Linked DNA regions of Mus musculus: region 2 is linked to region 1. The links are chromatin contacts, called in public promoter capture Hi-C maps. All regions are on one chromosome and are shown on one strand. The core of a region is the stretch at or near the end of the contact, and the rest is flanking DNA. Distances in the headings are between cores, read along the strand shown.

The links. Promoter capture Hi-C pulls out the DNA fragments that hold promoters and counts their contacts.
Region 2: a promoter capture Hi-C map of hematopoietic stem and progenitor cells shows a contact between it and region 1, with 4 times the contacts expected there. The contact joins the enhancer-like site here to the promoter of Slamf7 in region 1. A contact is called at or near these places in 5 of 39 promoter capture datasets (the C10 cell line, the HPC-7 cell line, cranial neural crest and 2 more), 5 of 484 Hi-C or Micro-C datasets (the 63-12 cell line, CD4 T cells, Th1 cells and 2 more), 2 of 115 datasets of contacts at active chromatin or transcription factors (large pre-B cells and memory CD8 T cells) and 2 of 9 other capture datasets (adipose tissue and liver).

Annotation. Positions count from the first base shown.
Region 1 is chr1:171,650,544-171,657,720 of GRCm38.p6, reverse strand. It overlaps Slamf7 (SLAM family member 7), which reads left to right and starts at 4,684. Exons shown (of 8, transcript NM_144539.5): 1 at 4,684-5,064.
Region 2 is chr1:171,991,368-171,998,544 of GRCm38.p6, reverse strand. No RefSeq gene overlaps it. Among named protein-coding and RNA genes, the nearest start is that of Vangl2, 32 kb to the left of the region's middle. Within about 2 kb of position 3,359, at least 31 of the 459 cell types and tissues checked have an H3K27ac peak or open chromatin away from gene starts, as enhancers often do. A contact at or near this core is called in hematopoietic stem and progenitor cells, where this site is marked.

The sequences.
Region 1 (7,177 bases), core at 3,435-5,934:
TATCAATTTGATGTTATCCACTGCTGGATATGGTGACATGGCCTTCCGTAGCAAAACCACCCTTTGTGGGTTATAGAAATTATTTATAGAAATACAGAAAATATTTCTAGAAATGCTCTATAAATCCATTTGCACCAGCTTGCCCAGCTACCATCCAACTGGAAACATGTTTAAGACTCTATTGCGCTTTGCTCTCTCCCTTCTTGCCTCTCTCTTTGATAAACTTGTGAGAATAGGAGAAGCCATAACAGACATTTTTACAGCTGTCCACACATGTATAACACACACACACATACACACACACACTACTGTATGAGTTACTGGGGCCGGCATTCAGAGCCCAGATGATTTTTCACCCCATTGGAAGAAGCTAGAACAGCACTGGGGACCACAGGGCAAGGGGAGAAGTGACGTAAGCAGGTTGCTCACCAGCATTCCTCACTGAACACAACGACTGAGCTTCTCCAATCTGTTAATACACAGAACCTAACCTAAGATCTGATCAGAAGTTAGCAAAAGCTGTTAAAATCAATTAAATAGTGACTACTGTTGGGGCTATATAAATGGTTCAGCTCTTAAGAGCACTTGCTACTGTTGAAGAGGCCCTGAGTTTGATTCTAAGCATCCACAAGCTATCTCACAACCATCCACAATTCCAGATTCAAGGAGTCTGAGGCTTTCTTTGGACTACTATGGGGACTGCATGTGTATGGTGCACACACATAGATGTGCGCAAAACACTCCTACATGTAAAATAAAGTAACTAAACCTAAACATTTTTAAACTATAGTTGATCTTACTGAAGGGTAACTGGGGGGTGGGTCATCCATTTTACTGTTTTAGGTATGTGTTATTTCATTTATTGTTTCCCACTTTAATGAACAGAAACAGAAGCCATGCTTATTTCCCAGATGAGAAAACTGAGGTATGGAATATTAAAGTCAACTTGTCCAATGCCAGATAAAAAGTAAGAGACTCTGAAGATTAATATTCACCTTGATGAGATCTGTAGATACTTAGGATGCATGCAAACCTATAAGGAAAGACCTAGATTAAGTTAACTGGCATGGGAAAGCCCATCTTAACTTGGGTCGGGAGCATTTCTTGGATTAGGATCCTGGGCCTTTGTATACTTTTTAGCCACTACAGAACTGCTTTTCGAAGTCACCCTGTGTTACCACTTCCATCCTACAAGTTTGAGTTAGGTAAAAGAAGGTAGTTGTGATACAGATGTAGAGGCAATGAGTCAGAATTGAAGTGCTCTCTCTCTCTCTCTCTTTCTCTCTCTCTCTCTCTCTCTCTCTCTCTCTCTCTCTTGTGTGTGTGTGTGTGTGTGTGTCTTTCACTCCCTCCTCCTTTTTGCTTGTCAACACAGGATGATTCAGTAAGACATTCCCTTCCTAGAGGCAGTCATTTCAACTTTGGACTGAGAAATGTGTTTACTCTTTACAAATCGCTTCTTCTCTATTATCCTATGTGTGTTCAGGAAAACAAGTGACTACTAAATTGCTATCTTACAGATTTTACTACTGACATGGTTTCAAACAAGCAGCATGGTTTCTCATTATGAGTGTCGCAAGCCCCACCCCGAAATAGACAAGCATTCTACTCTTTCTTCAAAACATTTTTTTCCAGAATTCTGAAATTTTTGAGTCCCCCTACCCCACCTCCATTTTCTTCTCCATGAGACTCACAGAAGACAGACTCCTGGGGCCCTGGAAATCTTGCTCTTTCATGCTCCCAACTTCTATGTCCAAGTAGAAGTCATTCACACCTGCTCAGTTGGTCAGGACTCATTCATCCAACTTACTGCACACTCTGAATCAGTAGCTGTAAGATCCTGGAAACAGGCAAAGCAAGCGATTCCTTTGATTCTTTTTATATTTTAGTATGGTAGATTCTGTGGCAAAAATAATCAGGCAAATGGGAGGGATGAAGAGTTTTTAAAAATTTGGGGAATGAGGGAGGAGGCATGCATGGGAGGGTGGAAGGGGGCAGGGTGATAAGAGGAGAGGATCGAGGGAAAACTAAGGTTGGGATATAAGTAGTCAAATCAATTAAATTTTTAAAAATCCGGGAATGATACTCTGTAGAGGGGGGAAAGGGAAGAAGAGATAGCCACATGGGTATCTGAGGAACAAGGGGGAACTTTATTTTAATGTAGAAGATTGAGGTAAGGGTGTACTTATAAGAGTTCTTGACCACACTAAAGACAAGTGTAAAATGAGCCTCAGGGAGACAACTTTAGGATGGAAGCTCAAACCATCATGTAGGGTCTTCGAGATTCTAGAAAGGACCTACATTTTCTTCTAAGCTATATGGGAGACAAGTAACAAGAAGAGGAGTAACAGAGGCTGAGAAGTTAAATGTCCCACTTTAGAAGCCTATTGATGGACTTTGAGGGCCAAGACAAAGAGTCTAGTTAGGTAGTGTTGGATATGTTGAAGGTGACACAATATGACTGCAGTCCAGGTGTCTTTTTTCCCACGGTAGAATGTATTAGTCAACTTTCCATTACTGTGATGAAATGCCTGAAGTGATTGACACTGTGGCAAAAGATTTATCTAGTTCATGGGTTTGGAGACTCCAGAAAAGATTAGATGGTCTCCTTGTTTGGGGCCTCTCAGAAGGACACCAGATGGCAACAGGAGAGAGTGTGTGGTGGAGTGAACTATTTACAATCATGAGCCAGGAAGAACAGGGAGGTGAGGATACTGGGGCCATGCAGTCCTCTTTGAAGTGTTTGAATCCCCTAAAACATTAGTTCTTACTGAAGCATTCACCCAATAGTAACACCCTGAGGACAAAAACTTTAACATGCAGAAATTTGTGGAACACTACTCATATTCAAACAAGATCATAGAGTCCATGGAATGTGCTGACAGTTGGATATGGGACATGACAGAGTAGACGTAGGAAAAACTACAAGTGTCCGGCCTAAATAGCTGAGTGACTCTAACAGCAATTTCCTGGGATGGAGAAGATGCTTCAGGTGAAATAGGAGGCTCAAGGTGAGAAAGCAAGAGTTGACGTGGTGCATTCGAAGCTTCAGATGCCTGCTAAACCTCTCCATGCAGATGCTGACGGATGGCTGCATACGCAAGCTTTGAGCTCAGGAAAAACAGGTGGAAAACTGAATATATCCCATCAAAGGACCCAGTAGGACGGCCTAAGCTACTGAGATAACAAAATTGCTAAGTTTAAGACTTAGTCTAGAAATGTTTCACTCTTTATGGGTAAGAGATTCATGCCAAAGAACGAAAGAGAATACGACAGAATAGGATCTTACGGAGAAGACAGAGTGCTGGCCAGGACTGCTGTTTTGAGGTTAGTTCTCAAGGGCAGGTCTCTCTCTCTCTCTCTCTCTCTCTCTCTCTCTCTCTCTCTTCTCTCTCTGTCTGCTCTCTCTCGATTTATTTATTTATTTTATGTATGTGAGTACACCATAGCTGTCTTCAGCCGCACCAGAAGAGAGCATCAGAACTCATTACAGATGGTTGTGAGTCACCATGTGGTTGCTGGGAATTGAACTCAGGACCTCTGGAAGAGCAGCCAGTGCTCTTAACCGATGAGCCATGTCTCCAGCCCCAGGTTTTCCTTTCTTACTCTTTCTTTTTCAATCTCTGTCCACGGAATCCTTAGGGGACACCTCAGGACTTTTCAGTGACCTAATTTGACTTCATCTGGGCCTCTTTCCCTTTCATAATTCTCTCCATATTACACAAAAGATCTTGGTCTGGTCATTTACAGGAACAAGGAAAGCTATGAGCTGAGTGACCCAAACCCCTTCTGGGTCAATTTATATGATTAGGCTCTTCCACCTCTCCATTCTGTTTGGCAAGAATTTCAGGAATCAAAATTACAATGTTTTCTAATAACTATTATTTCTATCATTGCCCACATCTGTATAATGTGTTACAAAAGCAAGCAATACTCATTAATGTCTATGATAGGATATAGTATGACAGGAATTGTTGTCACTGATGTGGGTTATTGTCCTGGCTTTGCTAAGGAAATGTTTGCTAATAGGATGTACTTAGAAAAAAATACACCTCTGGCTCTTAATTGAACTAGGTCAAGATGAACAAATAACTGTCTATGAGCCATGTTGGAAAGATATATAGGCAGGCTTTTGAAAGATGGTAGATAACACACAGGCGTGACCTGATGAATCTCTGGAAAATACACTGAGCAAAGTTGGTAAAAGTCATCAGAAGAGGTGGGAAATAGTTAAAAAAAAACCGAAAAACCAAAAAAACAAAAAACACCTCTCCACTTTGATAAAAGTTGAACAGAGGAAATCCCAGTCTGTCCCAGATAGACTGGAGGGTTTATGGAGCCTTTGAGGAGAGAAAGAGGAGAGAAGGGAGGGAGAGAGAGAGAGAGAGAGGAGAGAAGGGAGAGAGAGAGAGAGAGAGAGAGAGAGAGAGAGAGAGAGAGAGAGAGAGCGAGAGAGCAGGAGAACCTACACTATACTCTCAGTAACGGGCATCTTTGTTTTCTATTCTTTTTTTAAAGAGATTGTTCGTTGACAGTTTCCTCACAAATATGGTGAGTTTTAGTCACTTTCACACCTGTTACTCTCCCATCCATCCTCCTCTGATTGGACTCTGCTCCCTAACAGTCATACCTGGCTTCACATCGCTTGGCGTGTGTGTGTGTGTGTGTGTGTGTGTGATCCACAGAATCTAATTATGGTTACCTACATGAGCACTAGTGGGCGGTTATTAGAGCATCTGCTATTTGTTGGTGGTAACAACATCAAAGACCACGACACTCCTTCCCCCAGAAACCGTTAACTGCCAATAGTCCCTTGGGGAGGGGAGGGCTCCATGAGCCTCACTCCTACCCATGATGAAATGTTGAAGGCCCAAGCCTGGCAGAGCTTCTGCAGCAAACCATGAAATGTGTCATGATGGGAAGATGTCATTTCACAGCACACCTCCTTGTCTCCTAGCTCCTACATTCTTTCCACCCCTTCTTCCACAGTGTTTCCTGAGCCCTGATACAGACGCCTTGCTTAAAGCTGAGTACTCCATCACTGATTCTCCGGACTTTGACCAGGTATGAGTCTCTGAACTAACCACTGCCCACAGTGGCATCTCTGAGCAAGGCTGAAAGTAGTGCTAACTTGTGGGTATAAACATGAGTGCTTAGAAGGCAATTTAACAGTATGTCCATTTAGCAAAGCAACAGTAACGGGTTCCCCCTGAGAGGTCCTGAAGCACCCAGCCACAGGTTCTGGACTAAGTTTATAGTATCAAACATGGGTTCTTTCTGGCTGGCCTCAAATCCAATCAGAAAGTAACTGGCTATTCCGACATAATCACACCACTATGGTACCAATGGGGACATGGTGTCAGGTAGGTCAGGATTGTACCTTCAAAGGTAAGACTATTCGTGACTCTTCTCCCCCAGCGGCCTGCATAGCGCCTTGCAGAGCTGTGAAAGCTAGCCAGCAGGGAGGAGACCTCCAGTTCAGTTCCAGCTTGATTTCTCTGTGTTCTGTATCCAAAGTATGTGCTTGGTCTCTTTAGCAATGGGGTCTTACCATCAAATTCTGGTGGGCAACCAAGAGCAGTGGTGATAGCCTGTCCTGTTTTGGGAGCCTCTGGGCCTCCCTGAACCTCCCTGACAGACAACTGGCAAGATGTTGTCCACCTGACATTGGTATTTCCATTCAATTCTGGCCACCCATACAGGGTAACCTTGTTTAAATTCTAATTATTACATTTTAAATACATTTATGAAATACTAAGTTTCCAATCTTTCCTTTTGGTTTTCCCCCATCTGCCACTCCCTTCCACCACCACCACCACCATACCCACCACCCCCATTTAGACCATTCCAGCCCAGTCTCCCAGCTTCTACTTTCATATCACACTTGTGATTGAGATATTAAAAAAGGGGGGGGCGAAGGGAGGGAAGAAAGAGAGATACCAATAAAACTAAAGACTCCAACTGAGTCAGAAGTTTGAGAGTCTAAGACCAGCCATAAAGTTCATTTTTAGGACATAGAAGCAAGCGCCACCTGACTATCAGCAAAATACCTTAGACTGTAGGGAAGAAATCTTGGACAGAACCCTGTGCAGTTTGGGGGACAAAGATCCAGCCAGGTTCCAAGTGACCCAGCAAAAACTGGAAAGGACCCACCAGGGGGCACTTCCCACGATGAGGCCAGCATGTGTGACCCAGCCTCACAAGGAACCATTCAGGGGTTAACAGGCATTTGGGACCGCAGGAAGGACCACCAAGACACTTGAGACTAGAAGGGCTGGACTTCATTCACACTCAAGCCATGCCCCCTTCACCAGACAGTGCTGTCCTACTGTGAGCTCTCTCTTGCACTTACTGTCAGTTTTACTCTCTTCCCTCCTCCTTCTCTCTATTCTTTAATTCTCAATTTCCTTTCCATTGGCTTCCCAACGAGCATAGGTTAGCCCAGTTTGCAGGGTCTCCGTGGCCTCGGCTTCTGAGACCTAGGATTCATTGTATTACTTGACCTCTCTCTCTCTTTCATTCTACCCTTAGCCAAAACTGCCTTGTTCTCCATGCCCATCTCTGTCCATATTGTTCCCTCACAAATCACTCTGCTCTTGTCCCTCCTATTCCTACCCACAAGTGATATTGATATTCCTATCTTAGTGATTTGATCTATTCATATTTGTTTACTCCTCACAATGAGCAGCGATTAAAGGGTGGTCATTTGTTACATGGCCATTACTATACGTTCCTTGTGGGTCTTCACTTTGATAGCAGTCATGTTTTTTCCCCAGGTAGAGTCTTCTTCAGGGGAGGAGGGGGCCTAACCTGATGCTACTGCAAACATCAGCCAAGCAGAAAAGCAAAAAACAAACAACAAACAACAACAAAAATCCCAACCTTAGTGCAACCCCGTCACTTTTGAACATTTTGAATATTCCTCTTAAAAGAAAAGTCCAATTTAAAAAAAAAATTCAACCAGTAACCTAACTTAGATGATCCAGCCCCAATACAAAAACAAAACAAAACAAAACAAAACACCTGCCAACGTGTGAAAAATTGTGAAAAATGAAGACAATATATCTCAAAGCTCTGAGGATGGCAAAGGGGGTGTAATTATAGAGGTTGCTGAATGCTGAAAAAGAGGCAGAATGTCCATAGAAGCGGGTCTCTAACGCCTTTGTGGCATGTGTCC
Region 2 (7,177 bases), core at 2,110-4,609, 340 kb before region 1:
GACACCAGACATTCATGTGGTATACAGACATCCACACATGCAAAAACCCCATATGTATTTTTAAGCCCTTCTTTAAAAAACAACAGTGGTTAAGAATATTGCTATGAATAATTGGGTAGATTAACATACTAAGGACTGGAAAGATGGCTCAGTCAGTAAAGCGTCTGCCACACAAGCATGAAGACCTGAGTTCAAATTCCTAGTACTCATATAAAAAGCCAAGGAGCTAAAGGGGTCTGCAACCCTATAGGTGGAACAACAATATGAACTAACCAGTACCCCCGGAGCTCGTGTCTCTAGCTGCATATGTAGCAGAAGATGGCCTAGTTGGCCATCATTGGGAAGAGAGGCCCCTTGGTCTTGCAAACTTTATATGCCTCAGTATGGGGGAACGCCAGGGCCAAGAAGTGGGAGGGGGTGGGACTTTTGGGATAGCATTTGAAATGTAAATGAAGAAAATACCTAATTAAAAAAATAAATTAAAAAAAAAACTGGGTAGCAACTGGTTTTGCTGAGGAGGAAGGGAGACAGACAGATCTCTGGAACTCATTGGCCAGTCAGCTTAGCTTCACCCTGTCTCGAAAAATAGGACAGAGAGCAATCAAGGAAGACACTACCTTCACATGCATGGATATGTGCACATACCCACACAAGTTCAACACACACACACACACACACACACACACACACACCAATATGGACACATAGGACCTTTAGCCATTGTTGTTTTGTTTTTTTTGTTTTTTTTTAAAAGATTTATTTATTTATTATATGTAAGTACACTGTAGCTGTCTTCAGACACACCAGAAGAGGGAGTCAGATCTTGTTACGGATGGTTGTGAGCCACCATGTGGTTGCTGGGATTTGAACTCTGGACCTTTGGAAGAGCAGTCAGGTGCTCTTACCCACTGAGCCATCTCACCAGCCCCCTGTTGTTTTGTTTTGAGATAGATAGGGTCTCATATATCCCAGACTCTCTTGGAGATGACCTTTAACCTCCTGAGTTCTGGGTTTTTAGGCCTACATCACCACGTTCAATTTAGGTCGTGCTAGGGCTTTCTGGATGCTAGACAAGCATCTATCAGTTGAGCTATACTCCAGTCCCTTGTTTCTTTATTAAAGATTCTTTCTTACATGGGCACAAGAATACTTCTCTTGAGACAACACCCCTGTCCTCTTTGTAGTTAAGCCTGTGGAAGATCACTTCTATTTGTTGTTCTCAGTTCACCTCGCGGTCAGATTTCGACTTACTATGGCTGAATCTCTACGTCAAACCTTTGAATGATTGAAATATAGAACAAATGCCTCTTAGTATACTAAGTTTTGGTTCAGTGCCTTGATATTCCCAGCCTGGTACTAAAAGTACTTTACTTTGGCTGGTAAAGATAGTGGCTATGATGCTGCTCTCACTGAATTGACCCTTGTGGACTGTGGAGCAGTCTATTTAACATCTTGAACCTCTTCCTCTAAAAGGTGGTCCAGGCTGGGCATGGTGGGGGACGCCTTTAATTCCAGCACCCTGAAGGCCGAGGAGGCAGATGAATCTGTGAGATTGAAGCCAGCTTTGTCTATAGAGTGAGGACAGCCAGGGCTACGCAGAGAAACCCTGTCTTGAAAAAAAATCCCAAACCCAAACCAAAAGCCAGTCTAGGAACAAATCGCCCTTTGACTGGATCTCAATGCTTGTCAACAAGACCATATTTTCTTTTGGGGTTTGCTAGAAGGGACAGTCGTGTTCTCAGTCATGTGTCAGGTAACAAAGGGTGTTTGTAACCGTTAGCTACAGAAGCTACAGTCTGGAAGCACTTCAGCTATCACCGAAGAAGGCAGGGACTCAGCTTAGTGCATTGTCAAGGTCATGACATAGCTGCTCCAATGGGATTGTCTAGCCTTTGGCTTTGTAATGTTGCTGAAAAAAAAATAGCAGGCTGTGGTTCTTGGTGAGGTGACACGATGTTACACTCAGTGATTTGTTATTAGCTTATTTTTTTTTTTGTGGGGTGGGGAGAGGAACAATTCAATCTACAGAACTGAAAGTCAACTACATAAGATAGCTCCTGATTTTCTTTATTAGTCTAAGCAAGTGATGGGAAGGCTCTTCCAGTTGCTGGGAAAGTTGCATGGGAGAAAGTCAGCTTTTGGAAAACTATTGCGTCAGTGCATGGTAAAGTAGTAGGAAGGAGAGAGGGAGGGAGGGAGGGAGGGAGGGAGGGAGGGAGGGAGGGAGGGAGAGAAAGGCAGGGAAGAGGGGGAGAGGGAGGGAAGGGAAAGAGAAGGAGGGAGGGAGGGAAGGAGGGAGGGAGGGAGAGAAAGAGAGAGAGAGAGAGAGAGAGAGAGAGAGAGAGAGAGAGAGAGAGAGATATGCAGCTTGGAACAGCAAATGTCACACATGGAATCGGTGGAATAGTGGGAAAAGGTACTGGCTTAGATGGTTTAGGAAACATGGGCAAGGCATAGGTTTCTCTTACCTCAGTAAGTTTCAGGAAGATGTTTCTTTATGCTAGACATTGGGATGCAGAGATATATAAACCATGGCTTCTATTCCCTAGGAGCTCCCAGGGCTTTTGCTAGCACAAATGAGAAATACTATTGTGGCTATTTTGTCTCCTACTGTTGACACCTAAGTTATTATAATGTCCCCCAGAGGAGGTCCAGGGGACAGACTGAAGCAAGCAGTGAGAATGTGAACCATTTTGAAGCCACCGCTCAAAAGGCTACCTGTACACCGGTATCCTGTAAGAGAATCTGTGGTTGAGAAAACAAATTGAATCTAGTTAATAGTTTATTTGTTCTCACTTTAGGACACAACTAGCCTGTGCTATTTGTGGCTTAGCCAGGACAAATATGTGCTTTAAACTGGAAAGGTAGGCTTTTAGGGCAGCACGTCTATGTACGTTACTATAGTGGTGGATATTATCGTAATTTGTTCAACTCCGCAATGTAGCTTACCAAGACTGAACTGCAATGCCAGCTATGGACTCTGACGCTGTGAGTCATTGTAGGTTTGCCAGTTGTGACCAATGTTCCACTCCATGCAGGATGCTGATCATGGGGGAGGCTGCGTAGGTGGGGGGACGGGGAACGTGAGGAAAATCTCTGGGCATTAGACTCCACTTTCCTGAGAAACCACAACACTTAGAAAAATGAAGTCTGTATATGTAAAACAAACAAAACCCTAAGTAAAACACCATGTACAGCCATATGTAGTTTTAAACATAGATCGAACAATAAAAGCACTAGTATAGTTGTTAAGATTTCAGTTTAAAAAAAAAAGTGGAAATGTGATGCAAAACATCTGAGAGGAAGGGGAGGGCCTCCTGTGCTACCACAGATGCCAAACATTTGCATGACCTTCACTGTGGGGGAGACCGGTTAGGGTGGGTTTGTTCCTTACACGTTCCTCTTAATGTTGGTTCCCACTGATACCCTAGCATGTAATTTTAGGTTAGAGTTTTTACAGTCTAGATTAACTCCATTTGAGGGGTTGTTATCTTCTGGCTCTGTGCTTATCTCCTAACACAGTCCCTTCCCCCATAACAATGGGGTGGAACTGGAGAGAAAGCAGATACAACTTACCCTGCAGATTTTGTTTGCCAGGGCTGCTATGAGATCTGAGGCCTCTTGATTTGGGGCATATTAAACAACTGGACACCAGGGGTCTTTCTTTCTTAGATTGAAAAGTTCAGGTGGTTTATTCTATCTTGAAACAGCTCCCCGCAAGTAGAGCTGGCTCAGCTGTCACTGTGCCTATGACAAGTGTGCAGATCATTCAAGCACCTGCTAGAAATGCAGAGTCTCATCCAGCAGGTCTGGCACAGGCCCTGGGTTTCTCTGTGTAGCCTTAGCTGTCTTGGAACTTGCTCTGTAGACCAGGCTGGCCTCGAACTCAGTGATCCACTTGTCTCTGCCTCTGGGATTAAAGGAGTATGTCACCACTGTCAGACTAAGAGTGTACATCTTGAGGGTCTGGTGCCTTAGTAGCTTGGGCTGCCATGACAAAGTACCACAGATTGGATGACTTAACAGAATTTCATTATTTTATGGTTCTAGGAGCTAAAATCTGAGGTTTATGTGGCTGGGATCTGGAGAAAAATCTTGGGTTGGGGGTAGCATTCCTCTTATGATGGCATCACGTTGGGGGTGGAGAGGGAGAGAGATACCAGGTTTCTGATCTCTAACCAGGTAAATGATTTCACAGTGAGACTTCTCTCTCACACCCCTTTATTACCCTAATTTCTTCTCAAATAATTAGGTGGAATTAGGTGAGACTTCAGCATCTAAATTCTGAGAACATAATTCAGTTCACAGCGCTAGAAGATGTAGCTGATGGTCTCAGGCTACCTGGAGTAGCAAGGCCCTAAGAGAAAGCTTGTGTACCCATGAAGTTTAAGGGGTCAAAACATGCCTTAATAAGAAAAAAATACTTAAATTGGACAGTGACGGTGCATGCTTTTAAACCCAGCACTTGGAAGGCAAAGGCAGAGGCAGTTGGAGCTCTGTGAGTTCAAGGCCAGCCTTGTCTACAGAGTGAGTTCCAGGGCAGCCAGGGCCACAGAATGAAACTTTGTCTTGAAAAACAAAAACAAAAACAAAAGAAGGTTCCTCTTGGGGAATTCCTTGTGTCTGACTTGTTGTGGGTGCTCTTTGCACGTTCAGTACTCAGCATTACCCTATTTTAAAAAGAAAGAACGAAAAAAAAAGAATACTTGATGCAAAAGATCAAAATTGTTTGCTGAGTGTGGTGGTGCACACCTGTAATCTCAGTGCTGTAGAGGTTGAGGCAGGAGGATCACTCCTGTCTTCCAGGCCAGCCTGGTCTATTTAGTAAGACCCTGCCTCAACAAATAAACAAAACTGATTCTAAGTAAGCTTCATGGTTATAATATTTCTGTAAAGTCACTGTTGCTCATGTTCTACAATTGCATATATACATCAAATTATGATTTCTGTGATACTTAAATAATATATTCTGGGATGGTCTTACATGTGGAACTTATGGAAGAGCAGTGGACTTCTTGGTATAATGATTCAAACAAGAGCCATGAGGCTGATACTTCATCAAGAAAACTCCCTGCTCCTACAGAGGATCTGAGCTACGTGTAGTAGCTCACAACCACCTGTAACTCCGATACAGGGGAATCTGACATTTTCCTCTAGCTTCCATAGGCACTGTTCTCACTCACACGCACATATCCAAGCACACACACACACACACACACACACACACACACACTTTTAAGTTAAAAATAAATCTTAAGAAAATGGCAAGAAATTAAAGCAGCAGCTTGCATACTGTATGAGTTATCTTCTGCCAGAAACTTCTTGTCAACACTTCCGATAGAACAAAGGATATTTAAGGCTTCTACTATGTTTAGAGAATTCCAGATAAGATGCTTTGACACACTCTGATATCTGTATTTATAGAGGAAGGGAGGATCTCCAAGAGCTCCAGGACCAGCTAGCCTGTTTATAGATACACAGTGGGAAAACAGGAAGAGAGCCTGCTGCAGGGTCATAGTGGTGCACACCTTTAATCCCACAACCTGGGAGGCAGAGGCAGGTGGATCTCTGTGAGTGTAAGGTCAGCCTTGTCTACAAAGCAAGTTCCAGGACAGCCAGGCCTACACAGAGAAACCCTGTCTCAACAACAACAACAACAACAACAAAACCCCCAAAACCAAACCAAAACAACCCTGTTCCCCAAACAAAAACAAAAACAAAAACAAAAACAAGAGACTGCCTTAACCAAGGTAAGCAAGATGGCAGATCAAGCTAGCAGGTGAAGATGGATGCTTGGAACTGTTCTCTGACCACGTGTGTGTCATGGCATTTGTGCTCTCTGGTATGGGCACACTTACACTCACACACACACACACGAATGTGCACAGGTGTTAAAGAACAAAACAAACAAAGAAACCCCACCCTTTTTGGTCAAAGAGACCTTCTCCCTTTCCGTTCCTTGATAAAACTGTGCAAGAGTTGCTAAGAAGTGATCATGAAGTCACTGGACTGAAAAAGTGGCTCAAAGATTTCTCAGAGTTAGAACTTTAGAGTGAGGTGTTCTTGCCACCAGGATAGTGTAGTTTTGGTCCTGTGCTGATGCCCGGGTGTAAGGAATCAGATGTTAAGGAGAAATGCTTGCAACCTTTGCCTTGGCTATCAGGCCACAGTCCTTTTGTTCACTTATGAAGTTAGTGTTTTCAACAGGAATGCAGGAGTCTGGAGCCTGAAACTAAGTTCCAGTGAAGAGATGCAAAAGGCTTCCCATTCTGCACAGGGCTCAGACTTCCTTCAGGAAAGACTTTGTTCTTGTAACAAAGGGCAGGGTTTTCCCTGGGAACCTCAGCAAGTTCACCATATAAGAATTTAACATCATAAGCCCATGAGGGAGTGATGCATTACAGACAGGGGGGCTGGGCAGGGTGGTGTTTTATTTAATAATTACGTGTTAAAACCTTAACTACCACTGTGGCCCTCATCCATTGCAGGGTAATTATTAGACCAAAATAATAGCGCAGACAGCCCTGGGATTCCCTGAAGTGGACCAAGCAAAGTGTTCATTAATGTTTTCCAGGTTTCTCATCAGTGACAACTTGTTACTCTGAGTTCATCATTTAGATCCCCTCAAGTAACTAATGGGATGGTGTCTTTCAAATTTATTTTCATTATCACATCCAAGAATGAATTTAGGATTTAACAGATAAATAATGTGCTTGCCTAGTATCTTAGTAAGGGTTTCTATTGCTGTGATGAAACACCATGACCAAAAAGCAAGTTGGGGATGGAAGAGTTTATTCAGTTTACATTTCCACATTGCTGTTCATCACCAAGGGAAGTCAGGACAGGAACTCACACAGGACAGGAATCTGGAGGCGGGAGCTGATGCAGAAGCCATTGGAGGGGTGCTGCTTATTGGCTTGTTTCCCCTGGCTTGCTCAGCCTGCTTTCTCCACAATGGGCTGGGCTTTCCCCCATTGATCACTAATTTAGGAAATGCCTAACAGCTGGATCTCATGAAGTCATTTTCTCACCTGAGGCTCCACTCTCTCTGATAATTCTAGCTGTGTCAAGTTGACACACAAACTCAGCTAGTACACTTAGACTCTGGGTTTGATGCCTAGCACTGTAAAAACCAGGCTCGGTGGCACACACTTGTAATCTGGCATTCAAGAGGTGG